3 separate regions of the Rattus norvegicus genome follow, and regions 1 and 3 are each linked to region 2. A link is a contact called in public Hi-C data. All regions are on one chromosome and are shown on one strand. Each heading gives the region's core, a stretch centred on a gene start, on an enhancer-like site or on the middle of the called end of the contact. The rest is flanking DNA. Distances are from core to core; before and after follow the strand shown. Region 1 overlaps Scfd2 (sec1 family domain containing 2). Region 2 holds the start of Pdgfra (platelet derived growth factor receptor alpha). Region 3 holds the start of Fip1l1 (factor interacting with PAPOLA and CPSF1).

Region 1 (3,423 bases), core at 41-2,540, 830 kb after region 2:
TTTCCTACTGTTATGAATTGTAATGTATCTGTGGTTACTTCCCTCCCTTGACAACCCCTGTAAAAAGGTTGTTCAACCCCTAGATGGGTCATGACCCACAGATTGAGAGCCACTGATCTAAGCACTATATATAGGACTTTTAAAAAACCTCTATCATAGGACTGTAGATATGGCTTGGTTCTTAAGATCATACTTCTGATTTTGGTTTCCAGTACCTGTGGCAGAAACTGCAGCTCCTGGGTAACGCCTCTGGCTTCCAGTAATACCTGTATACATTTGTACATGGCTGTACATAAGCACACATATATACATAGTTTTAATTATTTATTTTTATGTGTATAATTCTTTTACCTGTATGTTTCTCTGTTCAACACTTGTATAGTTATTGCCTGTAGCAGCCAGAAAAGGGTGTCAACTACTCTAGGACTAGAATCACAGACAATTGTGAGCTACCATGTGGGTTCTAGGACTTAAACCCATGATCTCTGGGAAAGCAGCCAGTGTTCTTAAGTGCTAAGCCATTTCTCGTATGTGTGTGTGTGTGTGTGTGTGTGTGTGTGTGTGTATGTAAAATTTTTATTTTATTTTTATTAAAATATAATTTATATAATTTATATTATATAGAAATTACATTATTTCCCCTCTTCCCTCTTCTCCTGTGTTTCCCACCTACTTACTCAACCTCAAATTCATAGCTTCATTTTCTTTAACTGTTATTGTTACATATATGTGTGTACATACATAATGTAGTATATATGTACATAATATATAAGTAAAACTGGCTGGGATCCATGGTCTCCCAGGGGGCTCAGGAGGAGGAGAACTGTAGCACCCTGTGGAACAGCTACCTGGTTTCTAGAGATCTGGAGGCATCTCCCGGAGAGCCTTGTTTCAGGCCAGGAGCTATAGGAATTTATCAAAAGACATGCACATTGCTCTTGGGGCTTTGCTTTGTTTCTGTTTTCTCTTTTTCCCATGCTAGGATTTGAGTTCGGGTCTTTAAACACACCAACAAGCACATTACTACCTCAGCCTGTAAAGCATATTGGAGTCAGCAGATTTAGTAGCTTGTAGATGGGGAATTACAAAGACAGTCTAAGAAACACACTACATACAGCCAGTCCCACAAATGGTCCAGAAATGACATCAAGAAACCCTGATCACAAAGATACAAATCTCTTAAGGGGTTGACCCCAAGTTCCTGACTGAGGAACATGCGCTTTGCCAGGAAGTACAAGGAAAGGCCTGAAGAAGATCCAGGCCAACAATGCCAAGGCCGTGAGTGCACGAGCAGAGGCCATCAAGGCCCTTATGAAGCCTCAGGCCATCAAGCCTAAGATGCCAAAGGGCTCCAGCTACAAACTCAGCCATCTGGCTTTCATTGCTTACCCCAAGCTTGGGAAGCCTATTCGAAGCCACATGGCCAAGGCTCAAAGCTCTGCCAACCAAAGCCCAAGGTTCAAACCAAGGCAGAGGCCACAGCTCCAGCTAAGGCCCAGGCTTCAGCTCCAGCTCAGGCTCCCAAGGGTGCCCAGGCCCCTGGGAAGGCCCCATAGAACAGGCTCCTGCTAGTGTGAAGACAGACGGACTGCTGTGACACACCTACCTACACACTATGTGCAGATGGCCAGTGTCCTATGCTGTTTTTACAAATAAACTTGAGACAAGGGAAAAGAAAAAGACAGAGCAGTACTGACAGTTCCCTAAGCTTGCCCTGTGTCTGAAAACATTTATAAAACGTGGCTGAGCAAGGCTTAGAGTAGCTTGCCTGTTGCCTAAAACAGGGACCTATTAAGTCACCAGATGTGTATAAACTGGCTTCCACAACCACACTAGACCTTAGGACTTTCAGGGATCACAGTCTGATTTCAAAGAGGGTATCATCCAATTAATGTGAATTAGCACTAACAAGCAGGGCACTGTTGCAGATACATGAAAGGCCTTTACAGTAAAGAAACGTCATGGAGTGACATGCTAATTTAGTGTGTGGGCACCGGAAGAGCCATTACCTATTCAAAACAGAGCTGTAAAAGAATGAGGCAGGAGGAGCTGCTGGCTAATGGTTTTAGTGTGGGAGGAGAAGGCTGCACTGCAGTTCTTGGCTCTGAGGTGGGGTCAGCAAGATCAGTAGCCCAGCACTGACCTCTGTGTTTGGAGCCTCTCTGTTGACTCACCAGACTTTTATAGTTTCATGAGCCAAATAACAAAAATGCAGCAGAGCTCTCTGTGCCTGAACCTTTAGTCTCTGAGCAGCTTGTTCCTCAGAGCAGTAATGGGGATTGCTTGGGATGCCAAGGGAAGTCCTACCATATCCATCTAAATTAAATTAGAACGATGACCAGAAAACCACCAGGAAGATGGGGCTGTGCCTCGGGGCACCTCTGCATGCTGTACATCTCTCAGACTGGCCTCTTGGTAAGAACTCTGTGCCTGATAGGAAGAGGGTCTTAGTGACACGGGTACAGTCACATTTAGCAGCAGCGAGGTCTTGCAGCCTCTTTGAATCCAAATGGGATTGTGAGTCCTGGCCTTCTCCTGATCCTGTGACTCGTCCATTTATACTTAAACCGACATAACTGTTCCATGTTAAGAAGTACCTGTTTATGGTAGAAATCATGCAGATAAAACTTTTAATCAACTTCAGCTATTTAATCCCATCACCCAAAGAGAGTCACCATAAATAGATATATAATAAATACATATATACAAATAAACACATGGGTTCAGATACAAATTAACCTTTATGTCAGAATTTGTTTATAAGAATTTATTTTAGCATATAAGTTATATTCTAAGACTTACTATTATTTATTTAGGCACTTTTCTATTTTTGTATATTTGTTTCCAAATTTTGAACATCCTTGTTATAAATCTTTGTTCTTATCTTTGATTACTTCCTTAGGATAAAGTCCTAGAACTGGAATCACTAGGTCACAGGTTATCATCACTCCTCAGTCTCCTGATAACTTTGGGTCACCTGCACCCCCAGGAGATTTGCCGAGGTTCATTCCCATCAACCGTGTGGAAGGAGGACCTGCCTCACTGCAGTCATCCTAGCCTGGGGCAGTGCTCATCGCTTACCAAACAGAAAGAGGATGTGCCATGGCCTCTAATGCTCTACGTTCTGCCCTGCTTAATACTGTTCACTTCAAATACATTTATAACAAAGATTAGTGTGGCTCTCCTCACATAGAGACTAATAAGAGAAGACATGGCCACTTAAGACGTGACCCACAGGAGCACATTCTGACATTGTTCCTCATAAACAAGATTCTCTGCTGTGAGTTTTGCTAAACGTGTGTGTCCTTAGCATCCTTTAGGAGGTTGTGTTTAGTCTCCAGGGTCGGAATGCTGGTTCTCTTTCCCATAATTGTCCAACAGTAAATGGAACCCCAAGCATGAAAACGGCCCTTCATGGGCCCA
Region 2 (3,299 bases), core at 717-3,216:
AAGCCAAAAAAACCGTTTCCCACACCGCCCAGCCTGGGACTTTTCTGGGCAGCTCTGTCCGACGCTGGGCATCCCAGACTTTAAAAGTGCCACCCACGCCCCCTCCCCAGCTTGGGTTCCCCCACGCACACCCTCCGGGGGTGGACTGAGTGACCAAGGTCTTCCAGGCATTTTCCTTACATCTAGAGGTCTTAGCAAAGCTGGGAGCTTCTAAGCGCGGGTCCTGCAAGAGCGCCCCAAAGCACACAAACAGGCCAGCCCTTCCTTTCTCGCCAAGGCCGGTCGCTAAGTCACTGGCAACTCCTGCACACCTGGCTGCGAGGCTCTGGCTTGGTCCTGCTGTAGACTGGGGCCGAGCCATACTGCCTTACTCTGCAGACTGTCCCGCACCCCCTTCCAAACAGAAAGAAGCTTCAAAGCCAAGGGAGAGCCGCCTGCTTTCTCGGTCCCGCTTGAGTTGGGGGTGTCGGGGGAGGGAGTCATGTATAAACTGATTTCCAATGGGGATAACGGTGAAAGGAGAGAAGGCTGCGCGGAGATCACTCCTGAGCCTTGCAGGACACTGAGCATTGCATTCAGGCGACCAGTGCCACGCACCCATCATCCCAGGGCAGAGACACCCAGAATTCTGTAGGCAGGAGGCGAGGGTGTTTGGCCTATTATATTTCTGCTTACCTGTACCCACGTCTGTCCTTTCAGAGTTGTCCTGACTTCTTCCCAAGAGGTCAGTTCCTAGCCAGGGATCTTGCCTCTTTGCTGCCTGCGGCCAGGACTAGCAACAGCCAGGCCCCCGGCCCTGCAGAAAAGAGTCCACTGGAGACTCAGGCGAGCAGAATGGGGGTGGGGACTACGGAGCACAATGAGGGCCCCTCGGAGTGCAGTTCGAAATTCCTCAAATCCCAGTTGCTGGAATGCGAGGCCAGGACGACTTCTTCACTCTGGGCCAAATGTGTTTGTCATTATTCCAGATCGCTCGTCCGCGCCGCCGCCTGCGTCGCCTGGGTGAGAGGCGCACGAACCCAGCGCACTGAGGATTCCGCCAGCGGCTTCTAGCACCCAAATAATTCGCTCCCAACTCTCCGGAACCCTCGGAGCAGGCACCCCCTCGCCCGCTCACTACTCTCTTGGTGCCGCAGCTGCCACTGCCGCGCTCAAGTCTGGCCCCAGATGTTTCCAGTAGCCTCGCCGTCCAGTAATTACGAGGGCTCGACTGGCGCCGAGCGTGCCCGGCCGGCATCCGAGGTCCGACCTCCTCCAGCCGAGCCCTTCACACCTCCCTTTTTCCTAGCCCTTTCCGGCGCCCCACCCGGCGCCCCTTTCCTCCCACACTTCTCCTGGTGTACCCCCTCCCCAAGCTTCGCGCCACACCACCCGCTACCGCGTAGTCCTGCCAAACCGCGGGCGACGAATGGAAATACCCATTAAAAACCTGTCCTCTTCCACGACCCATTGCCAAGAGGCCAAACACCGTTACTTCCACCCCCAATGTGACTTGGTGTTCGTCCCAGTAAGCACGAATGCCACCCCCACCCTGGAGAAAAACCTCAAAAATGTAAGCCTAACTATTTCTTTGGGAGGCTATAGGATTGTGTAGAAAAACATGGCTTTTAAAAATAGGTCTGGACTTTTTTTTTTTTTTTTAATCTTTGACTCTCTAATGGTTACCCCCATCCCAGTGAAGTTTATTCAGAATAAGTTACTTTCTGGACACACAAGTGAATTCAGCCGTTTTGTTTTTGTTTTTGTTTTCCTCGTTGCCCAAAATTTGAAGTTACTTAGCTTCTTCCAGCCCCAATTTACGATCAGGGATCTTTAGAAACAAAAGTCACTTTTCCCTCTCCCTTACCTTCTCCTCCTACGTCAGTTTGCTAAGAAAATCCGATAGCCCGGAGGAAAAAGTGAGCCCCAAGCCTCCAGTCCTCGCCCACAGTTCCTCTGTTTGTTTCACTCCCTCAAGCTCCAACAGTAATGGGCTCAAAACCCGCATTTTGTAATTGATTCAATGTTATAGTCCATCCTCCGAAAACTAATCATTTGCTCAAAGTAAATAGCTGTCAGGAAATGAAGTCCCCCCCCCCCCTGGTCTCTTCAAAATAAAAGTTTCCCTCGGACTCCTCCTTGCTCTCTGAACCTCTCAGGCTCAGACCTCTCCATGGCTTTTTGCTCTTATGCAATCAGGGGGGCCAATCCCAACCCCCAGACTTCAACAACAACGGGGGGGGGCAAACCAGATGGGGTGGGGGTGGCTGAAGGGGGAGGTGTTGACGTTCTGCCGGGAAAGAGGGTTCATGAAACTACAAACAGCCATCATTTCCAAAATGAGTTGACTTCTCAATGGGGGAGGGGGGTGTCGCTATAGTTTTGTACTCCCTTCGAAAGGAAAACACACGTAAAATTACTGCTTATTTCTAAAACGAATATAAATCTAGAATTCAAATTCTCCCTTCTATAGGCAGTCCGGGCCTCGCTAGAAATATGGCCCTGGGGAGAAATCGTAATGCGGCTGCGTCGTTTTGAACTGGGGGTCTTAGGGGAAAGTGCCGCGTAGTTGGTAATCCTTTAATGGGATTAGGAAACTGTGGAGCCTAATAGGAAGATGATGGGTTTTTGAAAGGCTGGATTGTGAGATGGTGTGCAAATAACGGTTGCTCAGCGTACCTTTGGGATGGATGTTCTCCGGAAGAACGACCTTTATCCCTTTGGAGCCACTTATCTGGTACTGCCTTTGTTTTCTGAGTTATCTGGTCCTCGTTTCTTCAATCTTCATATGAAAAGGCCCAGGCTAGGTGTGACTACGGGACGCCTGCCCTCTGCATCTGGATGGCAGAAGTATTTTGACCTTCCTAAATTCCACCCTTCCGAGTGGGTCCCACACGAGGTACCCTAGGAAAGCTTTCGGGATGTTTGAGCCACGAAACCGAGACACCCAGCGAAGAGTCAGTAGGGACGCCGCGATCCTGCGGGCGAGGGAAAGGGGGCGCTGACACTCCAGGAACCAAACCTGGGCGAAGCGGCACTTCCCAGAGCGAGTGGGGGAAGGGAGGGCCTTCGACTTGCGCTCTATTTTTTGAATGCTCTTGGGGGGGGGGGGGGACGACGACGAGAGTAGTCCTTTATCCTCACCACCACCCCCAAACACACACTACCTCCATCTCACTCATATCCGAATTAAAATGGACAAGGCGGTCAGGTAGATAACAAAACGTCGAATAACCACTGGTTATTTCACCACGACAGTGGCCCTGAGGCTGGGGTAAATCACAGAGGTTTCCCCGAAATGCTGGGTGCTGTGCCTAAAT
Region 3 (3,158 bases), core at 118-2,617, 620 kb after region 2:
AGTAAATGAGGAAACCAAGCTTAAGCAACAAGTAGAAAAATCTGAAGGGAAGAGCATGAGCACTAACCTAGATCCTTTGCCAAATCACTGTGCACATGCACGTCCCACGGGCCTGCGAGCATAGCCAAAGTTAGATCACTTTATAAACAAGACACATCTCTTATGGAAAAAAAAAAAAAACACGACTTTACTGCTATTAATGTAAACTTAATTTAAGAGGCGATGAGGATTTACACATCATCGTAAAAGAAACCTCACACTTTCACGTTTTAAGGGTAGTACCAATGCTGTCTTTCCATTATTAAAGACATAATCGACTTTACAATTTGATCGGAGTTACATCACTAAAAGGCTGCTTAGACTCCAACGTTCACTTTTATGTAATCTATGACAATTTATGTCAAGAATGTATGTTCTGGGAAATAACAAAATACTTTCAAATCTGGTGTAACAAAGAGCCAAGGCGGATTACGACTTAAACATCAAACATGTCCTCTACAAAAACAAAGTACATGATGCATTCAATTTGGGGACACAAATACAAAACACTGAATACAAGCCTACGGGAAGAGTCACGAGGTACAACTATGACGTGGACTATAGAGCAGTCTCTAAAAAAATAAATAAATAAAAACTTCACCTTAATACAGGAGACAACTCAGGGTTGACCATAGTGTATTCTCCACCTCTGTCTCTCTTAATTAATATTTTTAAAGCACGACTTTCAGACAAGGAGGTACCCTTGCAGGTGCATTCCATACAAACTGACCATCAAGAAACAAGACATTAGTTTAATAGCATTGACTTTATTTAGCTGTTATTACAGAATGACTGTTTCTGAAAGAAAGGGACGAGGAGGAGCACCCAATAGCAAGAGACACCGAAGCAGCTCAGGATCGATAGAAAGAGCATGAATAGAGAGCGCAGAAGCGAGGAGGCCGGGACGGTGGGGAGGAGGGCGAAGCAGGGCTGCCCGGCCTCCTTGGCCCGCGTCCACCGCGCGGTGAGTGCCTGCGGGTCCGGGCGAGGGCCCGGAGCAGGCCGCACTCGGCCTAACGCAGGCCTGCCAGGGCTAGTACGAGAGGCCTCGGACGCCCGGGCCTGAAACGCCGGGAGGAAGGCCAGAGAGAACCCGGGAGACAGACAGGAAGTTCCGTACCGCCATACAGCCACTCTTCCTCCTCATCCCCTCCGGTCCCGCCGCTCAGCTCCACCAGACGCTCCACCTCGCCGGCCGACATGGCCGCCCCTCGAACAAGTTAAAGGCGACGATCAACAGCCCCTTTCAACCCCTTCCCCAGCCTCGCCGTCTCAGGGCGCGAGAAGGGGAGGGAACCCGCTGGTAAGCGAACGAAGAGAGCGCGAGACTCAAATCCAGGGTCGACCTCGGCGGAGGCGGCGACCGTGAATATTCAGCAACTGGTCCGCCTGCGCATGCGCAGCAGTATCCAAGCGGCGCGGCGTCTCTAGGTGGATTCGCTTCCGCGGCGGCAAGCACCTGGGCCTCTCGCTGCGCAGGCGCCGCGCACTGGCTCCTCCCCCTCCCACCCCACCCCTAGGATTCCAGCTTTGCTTCTCGCAGTAGCTTTCTCTCTGCCTTCTGGTGTTCTTTGAAGTTCCCTTCCCCCAACCTTCCTTCCAATCCCAAGTTCCCTTTGCTACACCATTGTTCTTTTCTGTCCTTGCTTTTCTCCCTCCACTATTTGTTCGTTTTAAAATCCGGAAGGCCATCATCCCGCACGTGTTTGCTTGACCCACAATCATACTTGTCAATTCGTCCGAATTTTAACAACCAACAAAAGAAAAAATTAATATATACAGGATGCATTCTCTTTGTTTAAAAAATTATTAGTGTCCGGCATAGTGGAGTATGCCTTTAATTCCAGCACTTGGTAGGCAGAGACAGGTTACCTGGACTACTTAGTGAGTTTCAGGCTACATTGGGAGACTCTGTGGCCTGAAAGTTTTATTTATGTTAATGTAACTCAAACTGGTCATCTGAGTGGAGGGAACCTCAGTTGAAAAAATGCCTCCATAATATCAAGCTGTAGACAAACTTGCAGGGCGTTTTCTTAATTAGTGATTGATGGGGGAGAGCCGACCTTCTGACTAGATCGTGTGGGTTTTAATTCTTAGTTTTGCGCTCACTCTTGTTTGCTATGCCCTGTTCCCCTGTAGGAAATTCTCGTATTGTTTCAACTTTTAAGTACAATCTCCTCTGTAAAATCCTCCCTGTATTCAACCAACGCGTATGAAAGTCTGCCCAGTGTCAGAAACTCTTCAAGACTATATAGGTTGGGCAGTAAAAAAAAAAAAAAAAAAAAAAAAAAAAAAAATCTTTCTTTCACGAAGATTTTATTCTAATGGAAGAGCGACACATAGAATGCAGACCATCTTATTGATAATGATTTAAAAATAATAGTAGCTGAAAAAGACCTGAAGCCAAGTGATTAAAGGGGAGGAGGTGTTATATCAGGTGGTTAAAAAAAAATAGATCCCTACATGGAGAAGTTTCTGGATTGGGGCACTTGGCAAGGAGATTAGGAACAGGCAAAGAAGCAGAGACCTAGGAGTTCCAGGCACCAAACTGTATTTGGAATAGAGCAAGAGGCAGAATGTAGGTCAGCAGGATTGGGGGGTGGGGGAGGGGACTAGAGTAGAGCTAACTCTCTTTTAGACCACATGCTGCTGTGTTATTTGACTACGTAGCTTGTTCGTCTTTCCTTCCATCTGTTGTATGGTGCACCATATCTTTTTGGCCCTTGATACAAGAAACAGAAAGAAGGTTTACTGTGTGCTTGAGAGTACCGCAGGCAGGCACTCTCCGTGGTTAGCTCCATTTTACAGTTTCGTGCATCTAAAATAAAATTGGATGGTTTCAGGAGAGGGTTGATTGTCTTTCGCAGAGTGGATTGCTTTTCCTTCCAGTGTGGAAAAGAGTTCGTCTGTCAAAGCACTGTTTAGACTAATACAAAGAATCAGTGACCGGCGGGGAATGCGCGGTAGGAGGCCTGCGTGGTGGAGGTAGTACTTGAGCTGAGCTTTGAACATGATTTCCATAAGCAGAGAAGCTCATAAACCACTAATAACCATCCTTAAAGGGCCCCTTCCTGCCTGCCTGCCTTCCTCCTACACCAAATTCCTGGTATAAATATGCT

The links. A called contact is a pair of places that touch in the nucleus more often than the background predicts.
Region 1: a Hi-C map of kidney shows a contact between it and region 2, with 8 times the contacts expected there. The contact joins the enhancer-like site here to the promoter of Pdgfra in region 2. A contact is called at or near these places in 10 of 12 Hi-C or Micro-C datasets (the A7r5 cell line, Schwann cells, frontal cortex and 6 more) and 1 of 1 datasets of contacts at active chromatin or transcription factors (oligodendrocytes).
Region 3: a contact with region 2 is called in a Hi-C map of mammary epithelial cells, with 2.1 times the contacts expected there. The contact joins the promoter of Fip1l1 here to the promoter of Pdgfra in region 2. A contact is called at or near these places in 1 of 12 Hi-C or Micro-C datasets (mammary epithelial cells) and 1 of 1 datasets of contacts at active chromatin or transcription factors (oligodendrocytes).

The regions. Positions count from the first base shown.
Region 1 is chr14:34,237,576-34,240,998 of GRCr8, forward strand. All of the region lies in intron 5 of Scfd2 (sec1 family domain containing 2), which reads left to right. Among named protein-coding and RNA genes, the nearest start is that of Rasl11b, 130 kb to the right of the region's middle. Within about 2 kb of position 1,291, at least 7 of the 93 cell types and tissues checked have an H3K27ac peak or open chromatin away from gene starts, as enhancers often do. A contact at or near this core is called in Schwann cells and liver, where this site is marked.
Region 2 is chr14:33,406,550-33,409,848 of GRCr8, forward strand. It overlaps Pdgfra (platelet derived growth factor receptor alpha), which reads right to left and starts at 1,967. Exons shown (of 23, transcript NM_012802.1): 1 at 1,847-1,967.
Region 3 is chr14:34,028,386-34,031,543 of GRCr8, forward strand. Fip1l1 (factor interacting with PAPOLA and CPSF1) reads right to left here and starts at 1,368. Exons shown (of 16, transcript NM_001008295.1): 1 at 1,160-1,368; 2 at 68-112. The coding sequence starts at 1,241.